Regions from separate parts of the Pan troglodytes genome. Here region 1 is linked to region 2. Evidence: chromatin contacts called from public HiChIP or PLAC-seq data. All regions are on one chromosome and are shown on one strand. The core of a region is the stretch at or near the end of the contact, and the rest is flanking DNA. Distances in the headings are between cores, read along the strand shown. Region 1 holds the start of TUFT1 (tuftelin 1). Region 2 holds the start of RIIAD1 (regulatory subunit of type II PKA R-subunit domain containing 1).

The links. HiChIP or PLAC-seq counts read pairs in DNA pulled down with a chosen protein or histone mark.
Region 1: an H3K4me3 HiChIP or PLAC-seq map of stem cell-derived excitatory neurons shows a contact between it and region 2, with 3 times the contacts expected there. The contact joins the promoter of TUFT1 here to the promoter of RIIAD1 in region 2. A contact is called at or near these places in 3 of 7 Hi-C or Micro-C datasets (blood, induced pluripotent stem cells and stem cell-derived neural progenitor cells) and 1 of 1 datasets of contacts at active chromatin or transcription factors (stem cell-derived excitatory neurons).

What each region holds. Positions count from the first base shown.
Region 1 is chr1:97,661,875-97,668,089 of NHGRI_mPanTro3-v2.0_pri, reverse strand. It overlaps TUFT1 (tuftelin 1), which reads left to right and starts at 2,042. Exons shown (of 12, transcript XM_001172458.6): 1 at 2,042-2,682. The coding sequence starts at 2,623. CGN (cingulin) reads left to right here. Exons shown (of 21, transcript XM_513800.8): 21 at 1-937.
Region 2 is chr1:97,482,211-97,488,303 of NHGRI_mPanTro3-v2.0_pri, reverse strand. It overlaps RIIAD1 (regulatory subunit of type II PKA R-subunit domain containing 1), which reads left to right and starts at 4,352. Exons shown (of 5, transcript NM_001159766.1): 1 at 4,352-4,435; 2 at 4,901-4,977. The coding sequence starts at 4,352.

The DNA.
Region 1 (6,215 bases), core at 793-3,292, 180 kb before region 2:
AACTCATTTTCCTTCCACTCTGGAGCAGGGTGAGGGGAATGTTATGGGTAACAGACATGCAGGCATGGCTCTACCCATTTCTTTGCACAAGTATGGGGCCCATGCGGTAGTCCCCATACCCCTCCAGTTCCTATATTTTTGTCTTCTTCCCTTCCCCTCTTCGCCATTCCTACCTTGCATTTTTCCTGTCAGTGCCTTACCAAGGCAAGGAGATAAGGATGCTCTTCTTGCTTTTTATATCTGCACATTCATACCTCTCCAAAGACCAGCTTTTCCCCAGCCAGGGCCCTCAGGCTTCCCTGCTGCCCCAGTGATCGATTGAGAGAGCTGTTGGGGTTTCTCTGCCAATGACCCCCGGGAGAGGGACTTTGGTAGGGTCATGATAAAGTGGCGGGGGTCTGGTCCTGCTCAGGGTTTTCATCCTTCCTCCTCTCCCTCCTCTGTGACTGTGGATATGGTTATAAGGTGGTTGCACCTGGGAGCCCTGACAACTGTCTGCACAAATTCCAAAAGTAAAGGTGTCAGTCCCTGTGGCCTTCCATGGGGCTTCTCTGACCACATGTGCCCAACTTCAATAAGAGAACCAAGGGACCCTCATTTTCTGAGGTGCTTGGCTCTGATTCAGGGCTTTGCAAGGGGTTAGAAGCTGACTGTAAAAATGGGAAGAGGCAATGGAAGACATTTATTTCTCCTTTGGATTTTGGGGAGAACCAAGCCCTGGTAGGGAAGAGGTAAGGGGGATGATTCACCTCCATATTTCCTAAGCAGGTTGTATAGGGAGCCGGTGACAGGAGGAAGGCTGTTTTCACGAATGACTTGTAATGTCGTGATTAAAAAAATTCCTATATTCTTCTGCAAATCAAACATTCTTTCCCAATCCAATCCAGCCTTGGTTTTATTTTAAATTAAATATTAAAATTACACATTTATATTGAAATCCTTGGTTTGTCTTCTCATTCTTTTTCTTGGCATATTTGGAGGTCCAGATTTTATGAAGTCATATTAACTGTACAGCTTAGGAGCCGAAGCTGGAGTTTTCTTCACCTGACTTTTCAGAGGCCCTTTAGAACAGAGCAGATGGGACCTACGAAACCTGGAGATGTTTATAGCAGCCCCATTCTCTTCTCTCCTGAACAACCTTCTGGGAAGAACAAGGACAGTAAATGCCTTTTTTTTTTTTTTTTTTTTTTTTGAGACGGAGTCTCACTCTGTCACCCAGGCTGGAGTGTAATGGCATGATCTCAGCTCACTGCAACCTCTGCCTCCCGGGTTCAAGCGATTCTCCTGCCTCAGCCTCCTGAGTAGCTGGGATTACAGGCACGTGCCTCCACACCCAGCTAATTTTTGTATTTTTAGTAGAGATGGGGTTTCACTGTGTTGGTCAGGCTGGTCTCAAACTCCTGACCTTGTGATCCGCCCACCTCGGCCTCCCAAAGTGGTGGGATTACAGGCATAAGCCACTGCGCCCGGCCAGCAGTAAATGCCTTTTTGGAGGGTTAGAGTAGAACAGACCAGAACTGGGTTTTATTCCCTTGGGTCATAGTGATAACCCCAGCATTCACTTCCCAGGTAGAAAAATCCTCATTCATTCCTAACTGACATAGGACCCAGTCCCTAACTGGGAGGTAGGGACATTTCTGCTGTTCCTGCCCTAGTGTTGCCTTGAAGAGGGAGCTGGCCCTTCACTAGAGCCTATTGCCAGGTATAGGAGTACTATCCCTTCAGGAGTGGGTCAGACCTCCTCCTAAAGTATTCTGTCTGCTGTCTCTGTGGACCACAGCCAAGTGAAGAAGCCATCTGCCAAGAGCAGCTGGGCGGGGACGAAGCTCCAGGGTCCTGCTTGGCCAACCCTCTCTTCTAGGCCCTCAAGATCCCAGCCTAGGCTTGGGGAGAAAATGCAACTGGAAAAGTCAAGGCTCATCCTTTCTCACGAACACAAATTCCTTTTAAGGCAATGTGTCCCGCCTCTCCCAACTATATAAGGGCAGCGTCAGTAAAAGAGCTTCTGCAAAACAAGCCCCACCCAGAGCCTAAGCTGACTGGGCCTCCTGGGCCTCTTGCCAAGGAAGTGCACCTGCCAGACTGGCTTAGGCCAGTCTGAGTGAGCTGGACCTTGGTGCCTGCCTTTCTGCGGTGGAGGAAAGGTTTACTCAGCTCCACAAAGCCTACAGGTGGCTTACGTATAGGGAGAGGAGCATGTATGGAAGGAAGCTTTTGCAGGTTCCAACTCCTCATCCACTAGGAGCAGGCAGGGTGATTCCCTCTGACCAACACTGATCTTGGAAAGATGGAAAGCGACAAGATTAATGAAGAATGTTGAAGTGCAACCACATACTCCAGATAATGCTGTTCAGTTAAAGCAGCCCCATGTCGCTCCCAAGCCCCACCTTTGTGTAAATCTATGCGAGCACCGATGGGGCATGTCCCAGACCCATTGGCTCCGCCCACCTCACCTCCTCGCCTATCGTTAGTTCTCTGCGAAACCGCGAACTGGGGGCGCGGCCTATCTTCAGCCCCGCCCCTGATGGGCCTATACAAGGGGGCGGTTCCGCGCGCGCCCGCCCAGTTGGAGCCAGACAGCGGGGTGGACTAGTGGCGTGTGTGCTGCGACCCCGAGGGAAGATGAACGGGACGCGGAACTGGTGTACCCTGGTGGACGTGCACCCAGAGGACCAGGCGGCGGTAAGAAAAAGCGCTCTCGCTGTCTTCTCCGTTTTGTATTCCCGGTTTCTAAGTCCGCCCCTTCCGTGCCCCGCGCCGGGTTCGCTGACATCACCTGGTGCCCGGCTCGCGCGGTCAGCCCTGCGGGGCGCTTCTCTCTTTTTATTCTTTTGCCTGCGACGGGCAGTGGGAGTCGCGGGGTGAAGACTCCTTTGAGGCTGGAGGGTTCAGGGCGTCCCTGCCCTTTGGTAGGACACTGCGGCTCCTGCCTGGGACTCGGCGCCGGCGAGCCCGTGCTTGGGCCGCGGGTCTCAGGCGTCTTGTGGGCAGCCACATTGGGTCATAAGAGAATGAGCTCAAGCGACTGGGTCCCTGAGCGCCTTTGGACGTTGTGTCCTGCCGAGGAGGCTTAGGCTTTCCCGTGGGTCGAGGGTCCTGGTGACCTCCGAGGCCCTCCAAAGAATTTCATCATGGTGCTTTGGATGATCAGTAACAAGAAAAATGGTAGAGTAAATTACAGGGCTTGGACTGGAGGGTGGGGGGCAAGTAGGGGACGGTAGGACTCAAACTATTCCGAGATTGGCTAGGGACTCTACCTTTCGCTAAGGGATAGGGCTTTCCGCCCGGGGGTCACCTCTTGTCTTGGATTTCTCCTTCTTCCCCCTTGTAGTTCTCTTGTTTTCCTCCCTCTATCTGCCTGCCGATAGCTTCCTGGGACGGTGTGTTAGTTTTGCTTCCGTCTCCAGCCGCCAGGCCCTGGGATAGTGGAGGAAGGGGATGCAGAACCCGGGCCGAGAAGGGGAGGGAAGTGACCCAAGCGAAGGCTTCTGGACGGGGAGAGGGTTGCGGAGAAAGGGGGCGTTATCCAGTGCAGGCTGGTCTACCCCTCTCTCCTCTTTCTCTGGCTCCCAGTCCCAGTTCTCCCCACCCTAGCTGACCATATGGTTTTTCCTCTCCAGAGGCTGAGGAGGGTAATTTGTGGCTGAGTGTTTCTAGGCTCTTTTGGGGAACTTAACCCAGATTAGGTGTGTACTATTTCATCAATTTCCAAGCTATTGTGGGTGGGAGTGAAATGAAAACTAAGGTGATGGGGAACTTGTGTATCATCCCCCCTCCCACATCTGATTCCCTTACCCTCTGCCTGCCTCATCCTGCTCTTGAGGTAGAGCTAACCCAACTGCAGCTAGATTATGGCTCTTCTTCAAACTCATTTCAGGTTTAGAATACAGATGGTCATTTAGTTCTTTTCCCAGTCCCCTCTCCATTTCTGCCTGGGCTATGAGTGTTTTTGCCACATTAAAATACAGATGTTGCTATTGGCCAACCCCAGTTGCCCAAATCCCATTCTTCTGTAGCCTGCCACATCCCCAGCTATGAGACTCTGAAGAGATGGAAGAAATCTATCCATTATGTGTCAGCCACAAGTCCTACTCCCTGCTCTTTGTTTTTAAGCGACGAGTGTCTTGCTATGTTGCCGGAGCTGCAGTACAGTGGCTCTTCACGGGTGCAATCATAGCACACCACAGCCTTGAACTCTTGGCCTCAATCCTTCTGCCTCAGCCTCCTGAGTAGCTGGGACTTCAGATGCATACCACCTATAGCTTCTCTTCCATGCTCTTGCTCTCTCTTTTGGAATAGTTGAGGGAAAAGGGTATGAGATAAATAAAGGAGAGGGATGTTTGGGCTGCTTTTTGCTTGCTTGCTATATAGAAAAGAGATCCGGAAAGAAGTCTAAGACCAAGTTGGCACTGGCAGTGTTAATGAATCATTAACCTCTACTATTTTTTTTCTTTCTTCCTTTCTTTTCTTTTCTCTTTTCTTTTCTCTTTTTTTGAGACAGGGCCTTGCTCTGTTGCCCAGGCTGGAGTGCAATGGCATGATCTCAGCTCACTGCAACCTCCACCTCCTGGTTTCAGTAGATCCTCCTACCTCAGTCTCCCCAAGTAGCTGAGACTGTAGGCAAATGCCACCACACCTGACTAAAAATTTTTTTTTTTTTTTCTGTTGGTAGAGATGGGATTTCACCATGTTGCCCAGGCTAGTCTCGAACTCCTGGGCTCAAGCAGTCTGCCCACCTTGGCCTCCCAAAGGCTTGGGATTACAGGCATGAGCCACTACATCTGGCCCCTTTTACTCTTTCTTGATGTTTTTGCTGTTTGTCTGGTGGGGCAGAAAAAATTACTAAGAGAAAATAATGGACAAGGAATTCAGATGGTCTCCATCATAGGTTAGTTTGAAGCTAACCAGAGACCTCTAGAGCAAGGGAGAGACAGAAATTCCCTTTTATTCCTTTTTTCTAGGCTGAACTTGAGACTTATTTTACTCCAGAGCTGGGAATGAAGTAATCATTGCCCAGATCTGATCTTGGAGACATTCCTGGGCCCTTAAGGGAGGGGAGGAGATGGTGAACAGTCAGGACACAGGCCTTGTCCTGGATTCCTCTTCTCTGAGCCAACTTGCAGACAGAATTTATGGCTCTGGACAACCCCCAGGAATCTGTCATATATTCACACCACTGAATGGGTGCTCAATTCATGTGCAAAGTGAGTCAATAAATAAATGAACAGATGTTTCTTCCGGAGTCAGAATGTAGACAGTTGAACTGATTAGAGATCCTACTGGGAGTGAGGGCTCTGGGACTCTGTTGGTGTTTCCCCACTAGCCAGGCAGTGTGCCTTAGCGTATCACATGTGGACATGGACATAGGGCCAATACACTCTCTGGGATGTTTTTATTGTTGGAGGCAGATGCAGCAGGTATAAGGAGCCAGTGTTTTTCAGAACTGCAGACCATAACCAGTAGTGGGTCTGAGATCAACTTAGTAGGTCAGACCAGTATTAAAAAAGAAATAGAATTAACACTCTTAGAGTGTTAGTGAGGATAGACATTTTTGGTAGAACTTTTATTTCAGTTATATATATGTGTGTGTGTGTGTGTGTGTGTGTATTATATATGTACGTGTTTGTTTACTGGGTCTTGAGGTGAAATATGTTTTAGAGATTGAAAAGTTTTGCAAGCCACTGTGGTAAGTTATATTGGCAAATAAAAGAACAAATAAACACCAAACTCCTTTTTACTAGATATTTCCATTAACTTCCTTTGGTTATAAACAACAGAGAATGACTCCAGCTAAACTAAGCAGATGAGGAAATTATTAGAAGGAAATAGAGCAGTTCACAGAATTTAAGGGAAAGCTTAGAAAGCCCTAACCAAGGATGTTCTGGGGCCTGGGTAAGTGGAACAATGGAGGCTTACTACTATTGGTGAATTGGTTCCAGCTGTTTTAGGTCTCTGCACCATTATGCTCAAGATTCCAGGGAGAGAGTACCATTGTCCCTTGGCCCCCAGTTGTCCAGAGCAGGACAGGGTTCCTTGACTGATAGGCCCCCCCAAGATTACGGTGATGGAAGGAGATTCTCCAAAGACCCAAGTGTTGTTATCAGTGGAGGGGAATGGAAGCTGTGTGGCAAAAGAACGGATGTCTATGACATTAGACTTTACCATGGATGATCTCTGATTTCATTTCCCTCCTTCCCTCTCTTCCTTCTTTCCAT
Region 2 (6,093 bases), core at 3,103-5,602:
AGTCAAGGAAAGAAATCAGGGGAAAGAAAAATGAGAAAGGACGGTTGCATAGGCTGAAGGGAAAGGAGATATAGATGGAGAGGGAAGCAGGTCGCAGAGTCTGGGGGAAAAAGAAAAAATGCAGAGAGGAAAAATGGAAAGGGACGTGGGGAAGGGGAGAGCAGGATGAGAAGAATGCAGAAAGAGAACTGTATATTTTCCAGAAAAGGAACCAAGAAAAACGATAGCTTTCTGGCATTTGCCGATGCCCCCTTCTCTCCCTCTGGGGGGTTTGTGTGTATAAGTGCGTGGGCAGAGAGGCCGCGGAGGCGGCGCGGCGGGCGCTCTCACTTGTAAGCTCCTTGAAGACCAGGACATCGTTTAATTCAGCATCTTACTGTTCACAGAGTCTAGCACCCTGTCTTGCTCATGCGTAGCAGGAGCTTAACAAACACTCCATGCAAACAACCTCTGACAACAGTGGATTCCTGATTCCTTCAGTGGGAAGAACCACAGCTGTCAAGCTTCCCCTTAGGATGCAGAAACCCAATTACTCTTTCCTTTGCTTCTTTCTTCAGTTGGGTTCTTTGAGTTGGACTCAAATTGAGCCAGGTAGCACAGAAGAGCAGGGGAGGCACATTCGGGGACCATTGCTCCCCTGACCATGGATACTTCTATGGATGATTGGCAGGCTCCACGATCTGGAGGGAGCGTGACCCCTCCATGCACTGGGCCCACTCAGAGCACGCCCTCAGTGCAGGGATTATCTGTGGACATCAAACCTTGTCAGTGGTGGCAGCCCTTGCTTTCTGTCAGTGCTCAGCAACGGGGGCTCTCCTGGGGCTCTGGGCTTTTGTAGAGCACCCTGTCTTCCTGTCATTCCCTTCTTCTCCCCCGGGGTAGGGCTGCTGTTTCCACAGAGGCACTCGTGTCTCTAAACTGTGTCCCAGCTGAGTCCCAGGGGCCTCCATTCCTGAGCTATCACGGCAGGCAGGCTTCTCTTCTGGAAGGGAAATAATAGTAACAGCCAGTGCTTACATGGCTCTTACAGTGTCCCAGGCTTTGTGCCAAGTGCTTTATATTTACTAACTCCTAAACCCTCACCACCCCCCTATGATGTAGATTTTGTCATCTCCAAATAGAGAGGAGGTAACCAAGACACAGAGCTGAAATAACTTGCCTAAAGCCATGCAGCTAGAAAGAGGTCTAGCTGAGACTGGAGCCTGGGCAGTCTGGCTCCTGAGTCCACGCATTTAACTCCCACATCAAACATTCCTCTTGAGAATGGGAGCAGTGGTGAAGTCTGGCCTTTCTTCCTCTTCTGTCTCCATTTAAGCCCTGGATGAGAGAGAGTCTTTCTTTTTACTGCTTGATTCTGTGGACCACCTCCCATCCTTCCTTAGCCTGTTTTTTTGTTGTGGCCTGGAGCCACGCTCTGGCAGGTGCTTGCATTTGAGTGAATGTGTATGTGTGTAGACTTGATTACACTTCATCACATGGATGCCCGGGTCCCCCAAGTAGGGTCCCCTAAGATGGGGTGGCAGTGGGGGGAGGTGCTAGAGGACTCAGTGGTGGGTGCTCAGAAGAAGCGAATGACGGCAGAGCCAGGGAATCAAGAAGGGCACACACATCTTGAAAGTAACTTTCCACTCACCTACCCCACCCCCACTGCTCCTTTCCTTGCCTTCTAATCTGATCTTGGTATTTATGGAGATGCTAAACAGATCATGTCCTCTGAGGATGGAGAAGGGGAAGACCCTATGGCCCTGTTGATCTCATTACTCTATGTCTTCTCAGCAGATCTGCCACCCTGCTGCTCATTCAGGCTTGGGGCTAATCATATTAATTGAAATATTAAACATTCACAAAAATGAATTAAAATGAACTCCCCTCACTCCTCCTCCCAGTCAGTAATTGGGGAGACAGCTGCAGACAGCAAAATGCGTCCAGTCCTTTGCTTAGTTTGTGGTCCCCAAAGGTGTCAGTCTGAGAGAAGAGGCAGGGTTTAGGGGAGAAGAGTGGTACCACTCATCATACTCTCCTTGCTGAGTGACTGTGAACACATCTCTGGTGTTCTTTCAGGCCATGGGATGGGAGTCCTGTGAGGTAAAGGCAGGGGAGCCCTGAGACTCAGATGCCTATTCTGGAAAGTTTCTCTCTAGGAGAGAGAGAGGCTTCCAGGATACTTTCTCTGCCCACCACCCCCAAGCTCACCCTCTTTTTTATTCCTCTGCAGTCAAACCTAGGCTGCCCTACATAAAAAGATTATTGAATTTATAAAGGGAGAGCTCTGATCCTGGCTTTAGATTCTTAGGAAATGAGAAATGCTGGATAATTGGGATATTTTTCAGAAAGGGCAAAATGTGGTGGTATGTGTGGGCAGAGTGGCTAGTCATGAAGTACTTACTGGCTTCCCTGATTGAATACAGAGTGAAGACATCTGCAGCAGAATTTATGAGAGTGCACAAAGAATTGATTCTATAACCTTCCTGCCCTCAAGTGGCTTCCACCTCAAGTGGAAGGTAAGACAGGCCAACACAATACATAATAGTGAGTACTGAGACGCTGTTAAAAAAACAAAAAGTAGCCCCTCTCATACATGGGCATTTGGGTCATAGGATGTGATCAGTGAAGAAAGGCTTGATTGATTATCAAAGCACAAGAAGATCACAGATTGGCAGACGGAGGGTATCAATCATTTCCTACTTGGAGGTGGGGAGGTAGAGAACACTGTGCATGCCTGTGTGTGTTTGAGTGTGTAGGTTTGCTGGTCCAGGCTCTGGCATTGTCTAATATAATACAAGCCACATATATGGTTTAAAAATGTCTAATAGCCATATATAAAAGCAAAAAGAAACAAGAGAAATTACTTTTAATAATAAATGTTATTTAACCTGATATATCCAAAATACTATTTCAACATGTAAATCAATTACATGTTATTAATGAGATTTTTTTCATACCAAGCCTTCAAAATCCTGTGTGTATTTTATATTTGCTGCACATTTAACACCTACAGCCACTTTTCAAGTGTTCAAGAGCCACAGGTGGCTTGTGGTGACTGTACTGGCTGGCACAGCTCTGGAGGTGCCACCACCAGCTTCTCTGGAGGGAGTGTGGGGAGAAAAGACAGATCTTGGCCAAGAGGAACCATTATCTCTGGTTAACCTCTTGCTCCTGCCGGGAAAAAAAAAAATCACTTCTGACAGATGGCAGCTTATCTCTCTCTCACTCTATTAACTCTCTCTCTTAAAAAAAGACAATCAACCAAAATGATCACTAACCAAGATGGGGTTCCTGGGAAGTGGCTTGTAGCCCACTATCTAATTTACTTCTTGTGGTTTTTCCTGGCTTGGGAACTGCCAACACTTTCACTTCTTTTCCTCAGTCTTTGCTGGAAAGGACAGAAGCAGACCAATGATAACCCCTCCACCGCCAGGGCCTAATGCTGAGCTTGTTTCTCATGGTATTTTCTTGCTCCTTAGGGCAGTTGTTCACAAATCTGAGAAGACAGCCTCCCTTTTTTCTCCTGCTTCTCAGAAGGCCTCTGCTGAGCACGATCTCTGTGGGGGTAGGAGCTCGGCATGTGTGTATTGACAGACAGGCTCATGCCCTTTCTCGTGGCTATTTTCAGCTCTCTGGCTTTATGTTTCACTTTCTCTTCTTAATTAGATACTAGAAGAACAAATCTTGAAGACCAAATTCCCTTTCTCCTCCCGTATTCAGTTGGGAGTGGAAGAAAATAATTTAGAATTTATGAGGAGCCCAGGGTGAAGAGAAAGTTAATCTACACAAAAAAGTCAGTCCAAGAGGGGGAAATTCTGGCAGAATGTCCCCCAGGTCCTTTCCAGCATCTTTAGTCGGACAGAACGTTCCTTCCTTTGCAGAACTCAGCTCACTCTATGTTCTGGGGTGCTTCCACGTTGTTTGAAGAATCCACGGCTCCAGTGTCGAATGTGTACAGGACAGAGGGACGGGTTGGCTTCTGGGCCAGTGGAAAGGGAAGAAGCTTGGGTTCTCTTTCCCCAGTACTAGGCTTCCTCTAGCTTCTGTCCAAGTGAGGGAGTCTGGAAGCAGATTCGGGGAGACCTTTTTTCCTGTTTTACTCTAGAGCTAACAAAAAAACCCTGAAGTTGGGTGGGGTCAAAAAGGGCTCATTCCACATACAATTAAGTCCAGAAATCAGTCCCTCAATCCGGGAAAGGCGATCCTTTAGAGACCCACCCCCCCAAGCCCCCGCCCCGGAGCTCACCCCTCAGTTCCCTCAGCCCCTAGCCCCCGCTTCGCTGAAGGGGCCGGGCTTGGGGGCAGGGCGGGGCCGGGGGCGGGGCCTCGTCAGCTCGCGGCCGGTCGCCTTGACGACCGCAGCAAGATGGAGACGCTGCCAGGCTTGCTGCAGCGGCCCGACCCCGGGGCGCTTAGCATAGCGCAGCTGGAGCAGCTGCGAAAATTCAAGGTGGGTGCGCCCGCGCCCCCATCCAGCGTCCACCAAAGTGTGGCTCCCCCAGGACTGGGGCCCCAGACTGGGAAGAGAGCCGCCGAGAGAAGGGGAGCGGGAGCCTGTTCCCTGATAAAGTGGGGAGGGCGCAGGGGAGACCCCCGGCGGACCTCTAGGCGTCTGATCCCAGCACAGAGCGCGACGGGCATCTGAGAGTGCAGAAAGAACTAACTCAGGGACTCGGCCAGAGAAATGGGCCGAAATTACTGCCAGACACATCCGACCTTAGTTAAGGCCCCTCATCCTGAACAGGCGGCAGAATGATATTTTATCTGTAAGAAGATGGGTGGCTTAAACTTTCAAGCATCCTGGGGAAAGACTTGGGTTAAATGCGCACGCCGTTTCCCGCAGCCCTTCACATCTCCAGGGCTGAACCCTGAATCTGTCTCCTAATGGAAGTGACCCTTTGTTCTTGCCCCCCAGATTCAGACTCGGATTGCTAACGAAAAGTACCTAAGGACCCACAAAGAAGTAGAGTGGCTCATAAGTGGTTTCTTCAGGTAGGTGGTTTTCCAGGCTCTGGGATTTGTGGCACGCAGGGTTTTCTTCGTTATCTCTAGAGGTTTCCTTCAGTTATCTCTAAATTCTTAAAAATATGTCTATTCATTTACTTTAACCGTAAGGATAAATACATACCTTATGACACTTGGAAGAGGGAATTTGGCGTTGCGAAACCCAACAGCCATCCGCTGGGTGTAGAACACTATTCTCAACCATAGGAGCTTAACAAAATCACTAGTTGAACTTAAAACAAAAATCAGTTGTCTGGTTGGCCCTTCCCTACTTGAAAACATTACTGTAGAAAAATTCCAAGGGTTGGAAGCCACTCTTTTCTTGGGGAAGAGAAGACAATTTACCAGCGTATCCTGGAATACGTTCTTTCCTTCACCCACCCTCCTTTCAGCCTGGCATTTGCTTGAATGGAAACATATCCTAATGGGATGAAGAAGGAGAATTAAAAAAATAAATCACGGAGCATCAGTAGATGAAAACAATAGAGCTATCTCAAATGCTGTTTGGTTATAGACAAATAGACAAGGTTTAAATAATTATAATGGCACCCATCTCCAGGCATTGTGCTGTTTCCCTACATTAGCACTTACCACACTGTATTGTAATTGAGCTGTCAATCTTCTGTTACTGGTCCAAAGCTCCGAGCTTGTGGAGTGTGTTTGTGTTCCCAGTGCCCACGCAGTGTGTGGCATCTTGGAACACTTTTGCTGATCCTCCCAGCACCTCCACAAAAGACAGGTGATTGTCATTTTTATTTTATAAGTGAGAAAATTTAAGCTCAGAAAGGTGAAGTACCTTCCCAAAGTTGCTGAACCAGGATTCAAACCCCTGGTTTTCCCACTGTATTGTGCTGTAAGCAGTCGGTCCCCATTTCCCGTCTGGACTGTGTGCTTATAGCCAGAGGCGGGCCCTCCCTTGTCTTCTCAAAAGTTGGCGAGGTCAGGCAAGGTGGCTCATGCCTGTAATCCCAGCACTTTGGGAGGCCGAGGCGGGTGGATCACCTGAGGTCGGGAGTTCGAGACCAGCCTGACCAACATGGTGAAACCCCGTCTCTACTAAAAATACAAAATTAGCCAGGCGTGATGGCACATGCCTGTAATCTC